2 separate regions of the Triticum aestivum genome follow, and region 2 is linked to region 1. Evidence: chromatin contacts called from public Hi-C data. All regions are on one chromosome and are shown on one strand. The core of a region is the stretch at or near the end of the contact, and the rest is flanking DNA. Distances in the headings are between cores, read along the strand shown. Region 1 holds the start of LOC123126024. Region 2 holds the start of LOC123123548 (mitochondrial import inner membrane translocase subunit TIM10).

Region 1 (3,576 bases), core at 521-3,020:
GCATGGCTTGTGCACAACCATTTAAGCAAGTTAGGAAGTGCAAGAGATTTAAATTAGTATATCTGCTAGCACTTAAAATGTTAATCCTGGTAATTTACATGATCCTGCTCAAATCTCAGGGACACTATGTTGCAAATATCATTTTTGGGCGAGACATCCATAAAAAATTATGTACTTACTATTTATTCTTACCTGCCACAACTATGTTTAAAACAGATGGTTGTTTTAAGAAAAAACATTGTCATTGCGACCATCTATTTGCGTTGCCCCAAAAACAAACAGTGAGGGGAAGGGACCCGTTTCTTCTGCCAGGGTGTAGAGTTAGGATTAGGGTTCAAACTTTGTTTCTGAATCCCCGGATGGCGGCTACGCTAACACTGTGAATAAGTAATCCATGTCCCAGGCACAGCTCGACAACGCCCTCTACGACAAAGTCAAGGGACCCAAGGGAGTTGTCTTTCGCCGCTACTCCTATGTGGAGGATCTAGCGTTCTAGGCGACAACCTCTCCGATGGCAGTTTTGCCTTTCTTCTTCAACAACATCAAGGAAAGACGGTGGTTACAAGGCCAATGACGTTCAGGGTTGTTTCCTAACTGACGTTCCACAAATATAACTGCTCCTTTATTCAGTTCTGAAAGCTTCGATGCGATTAAGCACTGACAGTCCGTTGGTTTGCCTCCGACGATAACGTTGAAGGAAGACGACCTGCTCGTTCCAGGTACACCACGATAACCACCCGGCCACCTGCTTCGGAAGTGACTGATTACGTTCTTTTTAGTTGATTTACTTACTGTTTTTTTGAACGGGTTTGTTCATTTTTTCTTTTTCTTTTTTTTTCTTTTTTGTTCTTTATTCTCACACTTTTTGATAGATGATAAATGCGCGAAGTATTTTTCAATCTGTGAACTTTTTTTCGAATCGATGAATTTTTTTTGAATTCAATGAACTTCTTTCCAAGTTGATGAACTCTTTTTCAATCCGTGAACTTTTTTTTGAATTTTATGAACTTTTTTTCAGATCGATGAACTATTTTCAAACTTCGATGAACTTTTTTCAAATTTGTGAACTTTTTGTAAATTCGATGAAGTTTTTCTTAAAATCGATGAACTTTTTTGAAATTAGATGAACTTTTTTTCAAAATTGGTTAACTTTTTTTCAAGTACAATGAACTTTTTCAAAACAAATCAATGAACCTTTTGAATTTTGGTGAACTTTTTTCCAAATTCAATGAACTTTTTTTCGAATTCAATGATTTTTTTCAAATTCAATGAATTTCTTTCAACTAAGCTGAATTTTTCTTAAAATTTGGTGAAATTTTTTAAATTCACGAACTATTTCCACTTTTACAAATTTTTTTGATTGATACAAACTTTTCTTTTATTCACATAATTTATAGCGGATATATAATACTTATATACTCCTATGTTTAAGTTTTGTACCGAAAGAAGTGTCAAATAGTATTGTTTCCTCTGGTAATCAACAAACTGAGTTTGGTTGGTTGGTTAACGTGATTAGTATTGACATTGGAGACGGGAGTTTGAGTCCCAGTCCACACGATATATCTGAGTTTTTTTCCTTCTAGCGGTGAGAGCGAATATTTTTGGGCCACGGCTCAGTACGGTCTTCTGTGAGCGCCATCGCGCGTAACGGGCGCTGAACGCGCTGATTAGGAGCTCCCAACTTCACAAGTGTGAATTTTAAGCCGATTTGTGTATGTTGGGCCAGGCCACACACATGCCCAGCATTCAACTACCCAGAAGCCAACAGCCCACGGCCCACAGGCCGAACTAGTAGGCCAACTCGAGGTTTCTCCCCTCGTGGCACGCACGCAGACCAACGGAATCGGGCGACGAGGGTTTCTGCGCTCCAACATCCCGGCGTCGAGGAAGAGAAGGCGGCGGAGATGGCGGTGATGGACACGGCGTTCAAGGCGCTGACGGCGGGGCTGGGCGTGGCGACGCTCTACCTGGCCGGCTCCTTCTCCTTCAATGTCTACCGCGGCCTCGCCTGGCACTCCGAGCAATCCGTAAGCGCCGCCGTTCCCTCGTCGCCGCGTGAGCCCTTGGTGTGTGTGTGGGGGGGGGGGGGGGGGGGGGGGGGGGGGGGGGGGGGGGGGGGGGGGGGGGGGGGATTCCTCCCCCAGCTCGCCCTGCCGCCTATTCGTGCCGAATCCTCCCCCTTCCGCTGGGCCTGCGAAATCAGAGCAGATTTATACTGTTTGTGTATTTGTTGAATGCGTGGTTGCGCTCTGACGCGAGATGCGGAGGCGCGTGAGAGGGTTGACGCAGGCGTGTGATTAGTTGCCGCGTTCATGGTGTAGGTGCCAGGGCATGATCGGTGCCGTGCGTAGTTGGGGGCGGGGTATGATCCAGGGATCTCTATGTGTGTTCTTCCATGTTTACATTGGGGAAAACCTGAGATTTCTTAGCCGTCTATCGCTGTTTTGCTTATGCCATTGTGGTTGTTGGTGTTAGCCGCAGTAGTGGAGGATCATGTATTCACAATGTTGGTTTCATACTCTGTATTATTCTGTAGAAGCCAGAGTCTGTGTTTTTTAGGCCGAAAAAAAAAGTGAGGCATGCCTGCTTTTACTTGAGCGACGAATGGGAACTGAATTTGCTTTTGGATACCCCTTTATGTCAAAAAATTAGCTTGCTATGTCAAAATAGCGCAGCCCCTAAAATCCGCTATAGCGAAGCTATATTACACTATAACCGAACGATTGTACACTGATTCCATTTAGAGAGACATTGCTCAGAACGCTAGCTATTAGCTTAGCGGTGCTATACAGCGTTATTTAAATCAGTGATGTCTAGTGCTGTGGCCATCCTCGTTATCTTTAGAATGGACTGGCTACAGCGCCGGCATCCACGCCCATGTGACGTCAGCTTGAATCTCCATGAACGCATCATGCGCGGACTGCTTTGCTGATCAGACAGTGTGACACTCGTCGCGCCGTAAGCCCAGTCTCACACGTTCGCGCTTTAAGTTTTCCGTTTAGAATAGCATGTCTACAGATTATTTGGGTTTTTGGGTAGACTGAGTATTTGATGCAGTTTTATTTAACTGTTAGTCACTTCTGGGGGATTACATGCCTGCATTTATATGAGGCATATGCCCATAATGTAATTGACGATCAAATTGTGAGCTTTAATATGTTTATTGAATTAAGCTAGTCAACATTATCACACTATCCGTAACTTCCACTCTTCAATGTGTCTGAATGATCAGGTATGCAATGAAGGTTATTAGAATTTTTGGTAAAGTACAGAATGAAGGATGAGTAGGAAACCTGTTGGCTCTTCTTGATTTATCTGGGGAAACCTATATTTGTGAAACCATGTTGATTATACGTAAATCTGTCTTGGTTCAGTAAATCATTCATTATTGGCTGAAAGGAAATGATTGCAGCACCCGCTGATGATAAAATGCAGCTTCAGATAAGAGGAATTGCAGGCAATAGTTGTGTGCTTAACTTACTCATCTGTATGCTTTTTGGTACATATAGACAAAACTAATGAGGCTGCCACTTGTGTTTCTCAGAATTTCTAAGTCGTTTTGCGCTCTGATATTTG
Region 2 (3,444 bases), core at 129-2,628, 130 kb before region 1:
TGATTCTAAACTATGGACGGCATACGGTTTGTACAATATCAATACTCTAGATTGCAAACACTTGAAAAATCCAGGGTGGCAAGCTATCTAACAGAGCTGTATAAGCAAGAGCATGGATAATTCGAACAAGAACATCGAAGCAAAGAGCAAATAAAGTTTCAGACAGAGGTTTGATGAATGTGCTAAGAAGTACCCACATAGATCCTCTTGTGGCTCCAATAAAACCATAACAACCTTCAGTGTCTCTGATAAAATCATGAAGCTCCTTGTTTAATGTGCAATACAGAAAGACCAGCCCAGGATGCAGAGGCTTTGACTTGGTACTGATCAAACCACTTTTCAGCCTCTTCTTCACTTGGATTGCTGGGTTGTAAATCTGCAGATATATGTTATGCAAATAAGAGGGGGAGTTGAAGGCTGTCTTTCGTTGGGTTCACCTCACATCTCACTAACCCAAATTTTACCATGATTGATTGTATGATTAAAGGAATAAGAACTAGAAACTTTTTAGTTACTGAAAACTGAAACACGACGGCAAGCGTCGCCATGAGAATTCACAACCAATAGCCAAATGCATTCTCACAGGTTTCGTTATGCATAACTTCTCTGCACATGTGAAATTTAAGTAGTGGTGATCAGAGTTTTGCACGGCGGCATTGCTCATAGCACAATCCAGACACCCCATGGCACATTACGCTTCAGGTGTTCGGCAAAATGCTCATGAGAGAGGCCAGTGATCTAAACGAGCGACCCATAGCTCCATTCGGGGGGCGAGAGGAGAGACTAGGGGCGATACTACCTTGAAGGACACCTCGGAGAAGCGGCGGGCGACGGCCTTGGTGATGAGGTCGACGTAGTCGGTGCCGGGGGCCATGGAGACGCGCACGAGCCACCACTGCGGGCCGTGCTCGGCGAGGAAGTCGAGGTTGAGCTCCTCCCGCCACGTCCGCTTCGGCGGCTTCTTCCGACGCCGCGCCGGCTCGTGGATGAGCCGCTCCTCCACCTCCTCCTTCCAGTCCCGCGCCTTGAGCTCCCTCGCCTCCCTCCGCCTCTCCCGCCTCTCCCGCGCCGTCAGCTCCCCGTCCCCGCCGTCCGCCGCCGAGGCCGAGGCCGATGCCGACAGCGACACCACCGACGCCGCGGCGGCCCGCGGCGCCGCCGCGAGGGCGCAGCGGCACGGGAGCCGCAGGAGTGGATAGACCACCAAGCTCATTGCTCCCAGCTCTCTCAAGCCGCTCGGGAACGAAGCGATTTAACTTACTTTAAAAAAATAGAGCCGCTTATCACCTGCCGGCCCAGAAACGTGGGCCTTGGGCCGGCGAACATACTCGGGCCTGTAGGCCCATTGGAGTTAGTGCGAAGCCCATATGAGGCGCGCAGGTGCCCCCCTCCTCCAAGAAAGAAGGAGGGCAAAACCCTAGAGCTTTTCTCGCCGCTGCTCCAGCGTTCCCCTTCGCGACCGCGGCATCTCGACCACCGCCGCCGCCGCCGCCCAGCTCGCGAGATCTCCGGCCCCCCTTCCCCGTAAGAAACGCCGTCTTGCTCCCCGTCCCTTCCCCGGATGAATCCCTTGCTTAGATCGGTGCGCTCGGCGATTCTGTCTGTGCAGGCTAAGGCGTCGCGACAATGGCTGCTCCCAAGGACGTGCGGAGCGAGCTGGAGAAGGAGATGGTACGCGCGCCGATTTTAGCTTCCGAATTTTGATGTTTTATTATGTGTGGTTGCGCGATTTCGATTTGGAGAGTTTGTGATGAGGTTAACTGACGGTGGTTGCGCGATGCAGATGTTCGGGATGGCGGAGAAGGAGATGGAGTACCGGGTCGAGCTTTTCAACCGGTGAGTGATTCGCCTGTTAGTTGCTTGCCACCTGGGTGGGGCTTGTGGGATCAGATCACTGGTTGATGCAATGAGGTTACTTATGTAGTCTGAAGTAGAAATTGCTTGCACTTGTCGTGGCGCTGCAGACGGATGAGTAGCCTAAATTAGTTTGACAATTATAAGCCTGGTGTAAAATGTTTTTACTGCTTCAGTGATTTCCTTGGGAACTCTTTCTCCTTCAGCTATGACAAGTGGTTGCCATGCTCTGCACCGGCAACTCTGAATAGAACTGCTTGATTGATCTGGGAACAATGACATTGTTGAACCGCTTAATAGGATGGTCTTCCCTGAACCTATTTGCCCGCAAATAATGTGTGTGCACTACTGTTACTCTACCCCTAATTGCATAATGTAGTTTCACAGTTATAAACCTGTTGTTTATGTGCCGAGAACTATGAATAGAGCTGTTTGATGAGCTGAGAATAATGACATTGTCGAACTGCCTAGTAGAATGATCTTCCATGAAGCTGCAATTAATGTGTGGGATGCTTGTTAATGTACTCCTATATACCACCTACTAGTCACATTGATCAGGAGGAGAGGTAGCATCACGTAATTTAGTTATGTTGGCATGCTATTACTTGTAAGTTGTAACTTGTAAGCACCAAGATGCCGTGTGCTTTGCTGGTAGTAGATACTCACTTATTCTCATTTGTTGCTTCCTAATCTAAACTAGATTAATGATGACAAGAGAGAATTTTGTGTTTTGTTTGTGTGTTCCAAATACGCTTGCATAGGCAGCTTCTTGTGAAATGTCAGTCTGACATTATTATAGGGCTGATAAATATTTAGCAGCCTCACCATGGTGTATCATCCACTCTGTACTCTTCTTGCTTGGAGATAGTTAGATTGTGCCACATTATTCCTGAATCCCTTTTTTATTGTATACACATCTTGATGCCGTGAGCCAATTTTTTTTTATGCAGGCTTACACATGTTTGTTTTGAGAAGTGCATCGAGAAAAGGTACTTGGTCTTTCTAACTCGAAATATCTTGCCATTTTTTCTACACATTATTGCTTGGTTCTGCATTGCTTTGTTGATTTGCTGTTTATAGTTGAATAAAATGAGTAACCAAAATATTGCAATTATACATTTCTTTCATGTTCTAAGATAATGCATAGATTCATTATGGTTCAACCAAGGTGGTCAAAATAGTCAAGTGGCATCTAACATCCATCAATCATCTCTTTTCGTTGTAACTCATTGGTTAACAGCCACAAGAAAGATTTATCCTCTGTTGAATTTAACAGTTGCCTTTTCCTGTGATTTGTTCTGTTTCAACAGGCATAAAGAAGGTGAACTCAATATGGGAGAGAACAGTTGCATTGATCGGTGTGTGTCAAAGTACTGGCAGGCAAGTTCACTTGTGATACATGTGGTTTTTATAGAAAAGAATGATAATATCACTGCCTTTTTTTTTACTTTGGGCAAGAAAACACTTTCCTGTGCTTTAAATTATCTCAGAGAAAATACATTTTTGCCATGATAGTTTTTTATTTGGAACTGCTAGCTACCTTAGGGATGTACCATGAATTTGCAGTTTCCTATACCTTCCTTTTATTTT

What was found. A called contact is a pair of places that touch in the nucleus more often than the background predicts.
Region 2: a contact with region 1 is called in a Hi-C map of leaf, with 4 times the contacts expected there. The contact joins the promoter of LOC123123548 here to the promoter of LOC123126024 in region 1. A contact is called at or near these places in 2 of 5 Hi-C or Micro-C datasets (both in leaf).

The regions. Positions count from the first base shown.
Region 1 is chr5D:532,647,870-532,651,445 of IWGSC CS RefSeq v2.1, reverse strand. It overlaps LOC123126024, which reads left to right and starts at 1,770. Exons shown (of 2, transcript XM_044546443.1): 1 at 1,770-2,027. The coding sequence starts at 1,905.
Region 2 is chr5D:532,780,579-532,784,022 of IWGSC CS RefSeq v2.1, reverse strand. It overlaps LOC123123548 (mitochondrial import inner membrane translocase subunit TIM10), which reads left to right and starts at 1,378. Exons shown (of 6, transcript XM_044544072.1): 1 at 1,378-1,524; 2 at 1,610-1,671; 3 at 1,784-1,836; 4 at 2,805-2,843; 5 at 3,165-3,234. The coding sequence starts at 1,627. It overlaps LOC123123550 (transcription termination/antitermination protein NusG), which reads right to left and starts at 1,236. Exons shown (of 6, transcript XM_044544075.1): 1 at 800-1,236; 2 at 198-376. The coding sequence starts at 1,213.